Regions from separate parts of the Mus musculus genome. Here region 2 is linked to region 1. A link is a contact called in public Hi-C data. All regions are on one chromosome and are shown on one strand. Each heading gives the region's core, a stretch centred on a gene start, on an enhancer-like site or on the middle of the called end of the contact. The rest is flanking DNA. Distances are from core to core; before and after follow the strand shown.

What was found. A called contact is a pair of places that touch in the nucleus more often than the background predicts.
Region 2: a contact with region 1 is called in a Hi-C map of myocytes, with 2.2 times the contacts expected there. The contact joins the promoter of Tmem171 here to the enhancer-like site in region 1. A contact is called at or near these places in 2 of 39 promoter capture datasets (3T3-L1-derived adipocytes and embryonic stem cells), 1 of 15 datasets of contacts at CTCF or cohesin (CD8 T cells), 3 of 484 Hi-C or Micro-C datasets (muscle stem cells, myocytes and nephron progenitors), 2 of 115 datasets of contacts at active chromatin or transcription factors (CD8 T cells and embryonic stem cells) and 1 of 9 other capture datasets (adipose tissue).

What each region holds. Positions count from the first base shown.
Region 1 is chr13:98,652,525-98,657,478 of GRCm38.p6, reverse strand. No RefSeq gene overlaps it. Among named protein-coding and RNA genes, the nearest start is that of Tmem174, 18 kb to the right of the region's middle. Within about 2 kb of position 3,063, at least 24 of the 459 cell types and tissues checked have an H3K27ac peak or open chromatin away from gene starts, as enhancers often do. A contact at or near this core is called in muscle stem cells and myocytes, where this site is marked.
Region 2 is chr13:98,693,324-98,697,922 of GRCm38.p6, reverse strand. Tmem171 (transmembrane protein 171) reads left to right here and starts at 3,081. Exons shown (of 4, transcript NM_001373965.1): 1 at 3,081-3,117.

The DNA of each region.
Region 1 (4,954 bases), core at 1,814-4,313:
TGTGCCTAAAGTCAGTTTCTTCCTCCTCAAATCCTCCTCATTACTATCCTCTTCCTCCCCCTCTTTTCCTACTTCTTCTCTCTCCCCCTCTTCTCCTACTCGTTCTCCTCCTCCTCCTCCTCTCTTCCTTCTTCATAGAATAAAGGAACAAACCGAAGAAGGAAAATGAGCAGGCAGGTTGGATGTGATGAAGCACCCGGCTGGAATGTGTTTAATCTCCTAGCTTTCTTGGCTGGTCCCCAGAGAATACAACATTTCTATCTTAAATATTCTCCAAAGGCCATGTGTTGAAGACATGCTCATCAGCCTGTGCACTTTTGGGAGGGGCTTGATGGAAACTTTAGGAGGTGAGGGTCAGTGGAAGGAAGACATTGCGGGTATGCTTAGAAGGGTACCTAGCTCTTCTCTTTCTTTTCCGTCTCAGCTACCCCAAGCAGGTCACTTCTACCATGCTTTTCAATCACAAAGCTCTGCCTTGTCTCAGGATCAAAAGCAATACAAGCAAGCAACTGTGACTGAAACTGACACAAACTAAATCTTTCACCCTTTAAGTTGGTTATCCTGTATATTTTGTCAGTGATGGAAAGTTGACTAACACACCGTACCTCATAGTGTGCTCTAGTCACCATGACAGGATGCTCTAACATGTACCTTAGACCAGGGCTTTTCTATCTGGAGATGGTGCAGACGGAAAGGCGAGGGACCCATCATTACTTCAGCCATGAGCCAATAGCAAGTCTTTGGGTAGCAGCCATATTAGACACTTAGAAGCTTTGTAGGCAACATTTGGAGCAGTCAGAAGATAATACTGTTTTCTGAGAGCGAAACCTTGAAAATATGCACACATGATAGATGGAACAGAATTGATCAAGTTTACTGTGGTGTAATAGGGTAGTCTCCAGGTGTGCCAAGACTTGTGTGCCTTTCTGTGGCACCTCCATGAGGGACAGACAGCCTTCCACACAGCATGGCTGCCACAGAGGCCGTCAGTTCACATGACCGCCAAAGACACAGAGTGATGTTCTGAGGTCACTCTTGGGTCTTCCAGTTCAAAATCCCCGAGGAAACTGGACTTTGTTCCTTGCCTCTTCTCAACTTGGAAAACAAGAAGCATCAGAGAGCTCGCTGGGAGAAGCGCCTTCCACTGTGACCGTTCCCTTGGCAACAAAAGAGAGACAGTGGCAATGGCAAACAGAAGCGTCTGGAAAGTGTCTGTAAGGATCTGAAATTGGCCACGGTGGTTTTAAAGGAAGGCGCTACTGAAAGCCAGCTTTCCTAAAATATAATCATGATGCTCAGCCTTGTTTGGGCCAAAAGATGCAAAAACAATGGCGACATGCCTGCGGATGCTCCTACACTTGCTCTGACGCTCGCCCAATGTGAGAGGAGATGCGCAGGCCACAGAGGAAAGCTGCGTGCTCACGCACGGAGGCACGCTGCTAGTCACCAAAGAAAAGTAGGTCTGTGCTTATCAGTGTCCTCTCATTAAAGTTTCTGCCCTTGGGTTTTTTGTTATTAACATATGGTAATTATACACAACAATGGCTTTCATTATGATACTTCACACATGTATATATTGGTCATATTTGGTCATATTTCCCATTGTCTTCTGTGTCCTCTCCGGTTCTAACTGATCCTCTCCTCTTCCCAACTAGCACCCCCACACACACTTGCATATTGTGTGTGCCTACGTGCCTGTGTGTGTACCTTGTGTGTGTTTACTTGTGTGCATGAGTACATGCATGTGTGAGTGTGTGTGTGTATGTGTTAATCCATTGGTTTAATTAGGGTTATTTACAGAAGCTGGGTGGCCAGTGGTTTACAGAAGCATGGATGTGTTACCCATGGCTACACCAGCTTCTGTTTTCGTAGGACCAACACGGCCACTCCCCAGCAGTCCTTGCTTCTTTTCACACCGTGCCACTTCAGCTGTGGCCAACAGCTTCCATCTGCTCCTCTTGTTTCTGAACACAGAGCTGACACCCAGTTATGTAGTTCTGAGCTGGGACAAACAGGCTTTAAGACTCTTGGCTAGGGTGCCCAGCGTGTATGTGTTGGTCCAGCCTCCTGGGCTCTCCTCAGCACCTGTGTGGATGGTAGGGCAGCCTTTGTGCTAGAAACCCACCTCAAGCCAGTCACATGGGAGTCCTGGATGAGAAGAAGAGAGGACAAAGCCTTGCTTTCCATCCTTACTCCATCCTAGTTTTGTACAAAGAACTGGATGTTTGCACATTCCAAGCCATGGCCTGTCACCACCATTGGCTTCTTCTCCTAGTCCTCTTTTCTCCTGTTTGCCTTCCTTCCTTATTTCTAGCATGGAGTTTTTTATTCCAAAAATAGCAATGTGTTTCATCATTGTGTACACACACACACACACACATACACACACACACACACACACACGAATCACACATGCACACAAGAGTTTTGTTAAGTATGAACACAACTTTAATTTACATATTTTATGATATACTTTGCTCTCATGGCTGGGCATTATCCCCCATTCCTAACTCCCCCTCCCCCCAGATCCATATAAAAATATTTCTACAGTACTGGCCATTGGTCTTCAAGGGTTTTTCTACTGTGGCATCTGATGAGCACTGTTTAGTATTCCAGAGTCCTCAGCTATCCAGACTTCTTGTTATCTGAATCTAATTATTAGTGGGTTTTCTGGAGCTCCTGAAGGGACAAAAGGGCATTGCCCTTACAGCTGTCCAGCTGTGGTCTGCACAAAGGAAACCAACTGAATTCATATGTCAGACACTACAGGGAATAGGGTATTGGGTTGCAGCCCGCAAGGACACTTTGAATGCATCCTTAGGCCTTGCCTCTCAACTGGGAAGACCTCCAAGACTACCAGACCCACAGTCTTGTGTCCTCTGCCCTTCCCAGGGGGACTTCTTGCTTGAAGCTGGTAATGTTCTCCAAGGAAGAATTCCTTGGCTTTCCTCATATTTCATCAGGCACAGAAAAGTCTGGCAGCTGTTTAAGACCCCAGCCGGAGACTGACCTCAAATCATGCACATGTCTGCAAGGCCTTGCTGTTCTCCCCAGAGCAGCCGGGATATGTGCCTCAGAGCAGCCAAGAAGACCAGCCGGCATCCGCCCCAGGAGTTTCTGTGGTTGTTAGCTGAGCCGTGTCTTGGTGGCATTGAGGCTTACAGAGCCATGTGGAGCCTGGGAACAGACTACGGGTGGAGAGCAGCTGTGGGTCTCGGTCCCTCTGTCACTGCCAACAGCTAGGAGAGTGGATTCCATTCCAGGCAGCAGCAGTTCACACTGGGTGGCCTGAGCCTTGCGCATCCCATATCAGTATCACAGGCCCAGCCGGAGGAGAGCCCAGCTCCCTTTGGGAGAAATGGCCCTTCTCAAGATGGCCTTCTATCCTCGAGGCTTCTGGATCCAACCAAGCCTGACAGCAATTGTTGGCCAGGTCTCTTCCAGTCTGTGATTTCAGTGTGGGGAGGGGATGGCTGGTCCTTCAAGTGGCGTGCTTCCTCAAACACCGCAGAAGCCCACCTTAGCTGCACTCGAGTCACTGTAAATCTACCAATCAATCAAAGCAACAATCATGGGGCTAGAAGCGTGACTCTGTGGTAAAGATACAAATCAAAGCGACAGTCACGGGACAGGAAGTGTGACTGCATGGTAAAGAGCACGTATGTTGTCATATGTCATTTTCTGCGCTGTGTTCTCTCTGCCGTTTCGCCTGACCCTCAGTTTCTTACGAGGTAGGTACTGTCCTTTCATGTGGGTCCCTGGCCCCGATCCCGAGTGAGAGTCTTGGGCGGCAGTGAGCAGCGGGAGGAAGTGATAAACGACCCTGGAGACTGTTTCCGAGGACAGATGGTTTATTGAAATAGTGGGGCTAGTTTATATAGTTTATATAGCTCAAGTCAGGGGCAGGGGAGGAAAAAGAGCAAGAAAGGAAGTGTTGAGGGGAGGGGGTGGCAGGGATCTTCAAAATCTACCAGCTAGATTACGGGTCACATGATTTCTGAGAAGCCAGCTCCCCATCAGGGAAACAGACATGGCCTTTGTCTTTATGGAGTTGAGTAGGCCAGAGTCTGATTCGGATAGGGGGATGGCCTGCTGTCCAGGGTATGGGTAGCTCTCTACTGTCCCTCATCTGACTTGGGAACCCACACTCCCCAAACGAGGAAACTGAATGAAGGTCAGAAAGTCTAAGCAGCTGACTCAGTTCCACATCCAGAAGTTAGTGGGGGTGGGGTTTCACTGTAAGTGTTCTGGAACCCATGCTGTTAACCACTATGTGTGCGTGTGAATTTACACACACACTTAGACAGTGCCATCACTTGCGACAGTCACAGAATGGAAAGTCATTTCTCAGATGGTTTATCTGGCACCTCCCCTCTTTTGTGTTTCACTCATAAAGGATGGTCTGTAAGCAAGCGCCATCTCGGGGCCTTGCTTGATGTCCAGTGTCTGTGGAGGACTGAATATGTGCACTTCTGGTGAATTTCCCAGACGATGCTGGCATTACTGGTCTGGTGACCCTCCCTCAGAAATCGTCTTAGTCTGTTTCTTTGACTCTATAAGCGCATGACTGAGGCTAGAATCTTTAAGAAAGAAGCTGTTTATTTGGCTCACAATTTTGGAGGCTGGAAGTCCAAGAACAGGCAGCCAGACCCTTTTTTGGCTTCTGGGAGGGCCTCAGGGCAGAGAGCATTACAGTGACCAGAAGGTACTTAGAAGGGAGCCAGGTGGAGGGAGAGACAGGAAGCCAGAGGGATTCAGGGACTTGCTTTTGGGAGAATTGGTTTACTCTAAGGAACCACTGTTCGTCTCTTTTGAAGGTGATGCACCCAAAGACTTAAACGCTTGCCAGCACCTTTCAATGTTGCCATCTGGAGGAACAAGCCTGGAACATGACTCTTTGGGGGCCACATTCAAACTAAACCCAAGGCATAGCAGAGACCCACTTTGAGAGAGT
Region 2 (4,599 bases), core at 1,832-4,331, 40 kb before region 1:
TGGCTCAATCCTGAGGACTGGAACGAAGTGGAGGAAGATGGTGGAATCGCAGAGGTGACTCCGGGAGACGCTCCATGTCTTCTGCTCCTCTGCAGGGACAGCCAGCTGCTGCTTTCTGAGGGCATACTTTCATTTCTCTGAAATGAGTGATTCTTGGCAACAGCGATGTGAGCCACCTTGAAGCTGCCCCCGCCCCCAGCCCCTGCCACTCTGCCCCCCACCCCCACCCCTGCAGTGTGACTGCAGCCTTGAGAGAGACCCCAATCCAGAACCATCCAGTTTCGCCACTCCCAGAAGCTGACCGTCTTTATGATCCTTAGGAACTGTGGGAGGCAGTAAGTGGGAGAGCAGCTTCAGTTCCGGGGCTGTTTGTTATACAATAATAGACAGTGGTGGCTTCCTCATTCCCATCAAGTTTGTGTCACGTTGCCACCTGTGTAGACACCTCCGGCACTCACACCATGAAGAAGAGCCCCCTCCAGCCCCCCCTCATGTGTTCTTCTCCTTAGCTTTCTTAATCTTTGTCTCCCCATTGAATTTTATAAACGCTAAGTAAATATTTGCGGGTGAATCCATGAATGTTCGCTTCTGTTTTACTCTTTTGTATTCAGGGACTGGATGGATCTGGGTGGATCCAAATTTTGTTCGGTATCATTTTGTTTTACGTGATAGAGTCTCAGTACATAGACCAGGCAAACCTGGAACTTGTTACGTAGCCAAGGCTATCCTTGAACTCATGATTCTCAGTTTCCCAAGTGCTAGGATTATAGGCTTTCACTATCATGCCTGGCTTCATGCAGTTTTAAAATCTTAGTATGATTCTGTTTTTCAATGTTTCATCTGGATGTATGTTTTCTCATCACCTAACGGCTGGGGAAGAGTCCTAGCCTTAGATCATGCTGCCCCTCCCACCTCTCTCCCAAGACTAGGCCTGATCTGAAGACAGCACCTTGAAGCCATTCTTGACAGATAATCAGTTTCCAAGGCTTTGATATAGTCAAGCTGGCTCCAAAAGACACAAACAGTGGCTATTCCAAGGGGAAGCTAATCTGATTGTCCTTGGTGCCAGGACATTCAAGTCTGTCATGGGTGGCGAGCCCGCAGTCATGTGGCACCAGAGGGGCAGCTGTATCAACAGGCCCACACAGGACTCAGCCAGAGACTGACTTTCAAATAAAAGGGAAGGGAAGAGTGGTGGGCAGTGGACACGGAACCCATCTAACACAGTGCAGAGCTGTTAGCAGGCCTGGGTCAGAGGGGGCTAATCCTATGTGAAGGCCTGAGTTCTTAGAAAGCTCAGGGCTTGCCGCTGTTGTGCAATAGCCGCTGTTAGTCCACCACCCATGAACTGGGCATATCTTGGTGCCCTTCCAGAGCATGATTGGTATATCTTGACACTTTGACCAAGATATCCCCACCCAAGACACGGATAACTGCAATGTCCTTGGGTCAGTTCCTTTATGGGTCTGTACAGGTCTCTCCCCCGGCATCACAAGACCATGTAATAAAAGCATTTTCCAAGTCCACAGCATGTGTGTTCTCTGGGTGACAGGCGAACTCAGAGAATGTTGCTTTCAGAACATCTGGCTGTTGGCGCCGTATAAGCTGATATAGTGGGGCTTTCGGTTCCTTCACCTAATGAACTGGTTTGCTAGGTCCCCATCCACTTATGACCCCAACCTTCCCAGAGACCTGAAGACACACAATAGGGGACCATGGGCTGAAGATGAAGGCAGGAACTCCCTGCAGAGCCAGCTGGGTGCTGGATACTGATATTAGCCAGTATGTAAGTCTGCCTTGTTAGAGACCCCATGCTCAGAGCACCCTGACTGTGAGAAAGCCCACATCTGGCCCGCTAGACCTGTGTGCCCACCACATCCCCATGGCTATGTGCTTCCCTGGTGAGCCCCCATCTTACCCTTCCCACTCCACCAGTCCCCAAACCTTTTTGACCCCACCGTGACCCCTTTCTTTGCCTCTGCTTACCAAGCCTAACTCATCCATCAGGAAGCTAACAAGAATGGATGGGCTTTCAAGGAGACAGGAAGCTAGGGAGAAAAGGCAAGGGTGGGAAAGTCCCCAGAGCTCTGGGTGCCTCTGTGTTTGGGTCCAGAGCACACTTGACTTACCTCTCACAGTGGCCTGACCTCTGGTGTGGAAACTAGCACAGTTGGATAGTTGTCAAGTGTCACGGGGCAGGTTACAAATAGCATGGGGATTAGCAAACCCATCAGACACTCCGTTCAAGGGCAGGGAGAGTTAACAGTTTAATCTCCAGAGCTCCAGGAAGGGTGCTTTATGGCAAAGGAGGGCTGCATGCATATATATGACCAGGAAGGGACAGGGGTGACCCACTACAGGACTTGCTGGGTATAAGCTTCAGTCTACGAGCTAGGCTATCATGTTGAATGGTTAGCATACAAGGTCCCCGGCCTCACTCTTCAGGGACTCCTGGGGGTCCCCATTATCCTCTTGTAGAAAACTACCTGCGAGGTTCTAGGTCCCGGGACTCCCGTCAAGGTCTCAGAGTAGTATAGTAGAAGGGCCACCTGCCCTCGGACTGGCAGTGGCGGCAGAATGGCGGGGGTTGAGGGTGGGGGGCTGCTTGGTCGTGGACTGTGGCCCGACTTTCCCTGTTGCTCTTCCCCGGGGCTCAGGTATTCCTCAGCCGGCCCCTTCCCCCTCCCGGAGCGCTGCACCTAGGCTGCTAAGGGACCAGCTCCTTTCTCAGATGCCCGCCTCCGTGTCGCCACTTCACGCAGCCCCAGCTGGACTCGCTGGCACCCACAACTTGGTGGAGCGTGCCCATCTGCCTCCCCCCCGCCCCCCACGTCGATCCCTCGCTTGCACTGCCAAGTCTTATGGTCCCAGGGCCGCGAAGCTGACCCTAGTTCTGTGCTCCGGAGCGGCGCGCCGGTGCCTCAGGAGGGCAGCGCCCGGTGGCGGCCAGATCCTACCGGCCAGCCCTGCCCTGCCCTGCCCGGCCGCCGCACCCGCGAGCCGGGCTCTGCCTGGCTCTCTGCACACGGAGGAGGCCCGCCCTCCGCGCCCGGACGCGCAGAGAGGGTGTGCGTGGAGCCAGGGGTGTGGCGGAGAGTCCCAGGACCAGCAGCGCAGGTAAGGGGCTCCCCGAAAGGCAGCTGCTCCTGAGTCCCCGCAAAGACATTCTCCTCTCCAGGCCTTGCTTTGCCAACCCTCCAGAGCTTTGGATGAAGAGATGTGCCGTTGATTTGGGTCTGGCTTTTGGAATATGCAAAGGAGCGTTTAGTAGGGCAGATTTGGCTTTGTGAGGAAACTGAGTTTAGAGTAGAAAAAGTTCGGCTTCGTATATAATTTCCCATCTATTTGGTTGTCCCTGGGTGTCCGTGTTTTGAGCGCACCTAAGGGGGCCGCTGAAGCGATCCTCGCCTTAGTTTGGATCAGGGACAAACATGTTCTAGTAGGTGTCCTGGAGTGAAAGAAAGTACAAATCTAGTTCGGTGCTTCTACTGTTTTTGTGTTGGTGTTTGAGAATTTGCCTTAAAACAGGTGAAGCTCAGCGACTGGCTACAAAGCTGAAGACACCAAAAAAACCCAGTGAGTTAAAGCAGCGGTGGGATTATGTGATTGGGGGAAGATGTGTTTTAAATTAGCAGGATGCTTTAAGTCTTCCATCTTAGCATCACCATGAAATGTGGCTTTTGCAAGTTTGAGAGAAATGCATCCTTCACTCCTCTGCGTCTTCTTCTTCTTCTTCTTCTTCTTCTTTTTTTTTTCTCCACTTCCTTCTGATTCTATCACACTCTCCCTGGGAAAAGCACTTCCTAGGACAGCAATGTCACCCATCTCCTTCCATCACCCAAACTCACCTTCCTTACCCACGAGCCTGGCAAGATGATCTTGGTCTTGCAGCTGTGAGCTCCGTCAGAGGATCATGAATGTGAATGGCAGAATATGTTTGAAAGTTTTCTGTGTTTGACTATGTCCTTCCTGACTTTGGATTGTGTTCGTGAGAGCTACAGTGAGGTCTTGTACTCCCATTTACCAGACTGAGGCAAGGTCAATGGTTCAAAGATCAGTGCTGTGTGAACCAGCATGCCCTTTAACCATTGCTTGCGAGGTCAGGTAATAATACTCTTTTGTTTTTGTTTTATTTTGAGACAGGGTCTCTCTATTACGTAGCTCTGGCTGTCTTGGAACTCACTCTGTAGATCAGGCTGGCCTCAAGCTTAGAGATCCTCCTACCACTGTCTCCCATTAATGGTGTGTGCCACCGTGACCTTGTGTCGACTCGTGGAAGGTGCTTTTTCACTTAGTTCCACTTTTGGTTTCCCAGCAAGTTTTGTTAGCCTTCTGTGCTTTGTAACTACTCTCTGTTTACTGTGTCTAGGCCTCTGTGGAAGTAGGTGGCACTGTGGAGGAGGGTGCCTGACGGCCACTTGCCACCTGTCCGCCTACCTGAGGACACTGTCCGCCTTGGCGATGGGGCTAGACGTCACCTGTTGGGTCAGATCCTCTCAGGTCATGCCAGTGTCCTGAAACTGAGCTGCCAGTAGGGGCGGGGTGTCCGGGCAGCCTCGGGGTTTGCTTCTTGAAACCACAAGGATCACATTTTGACAG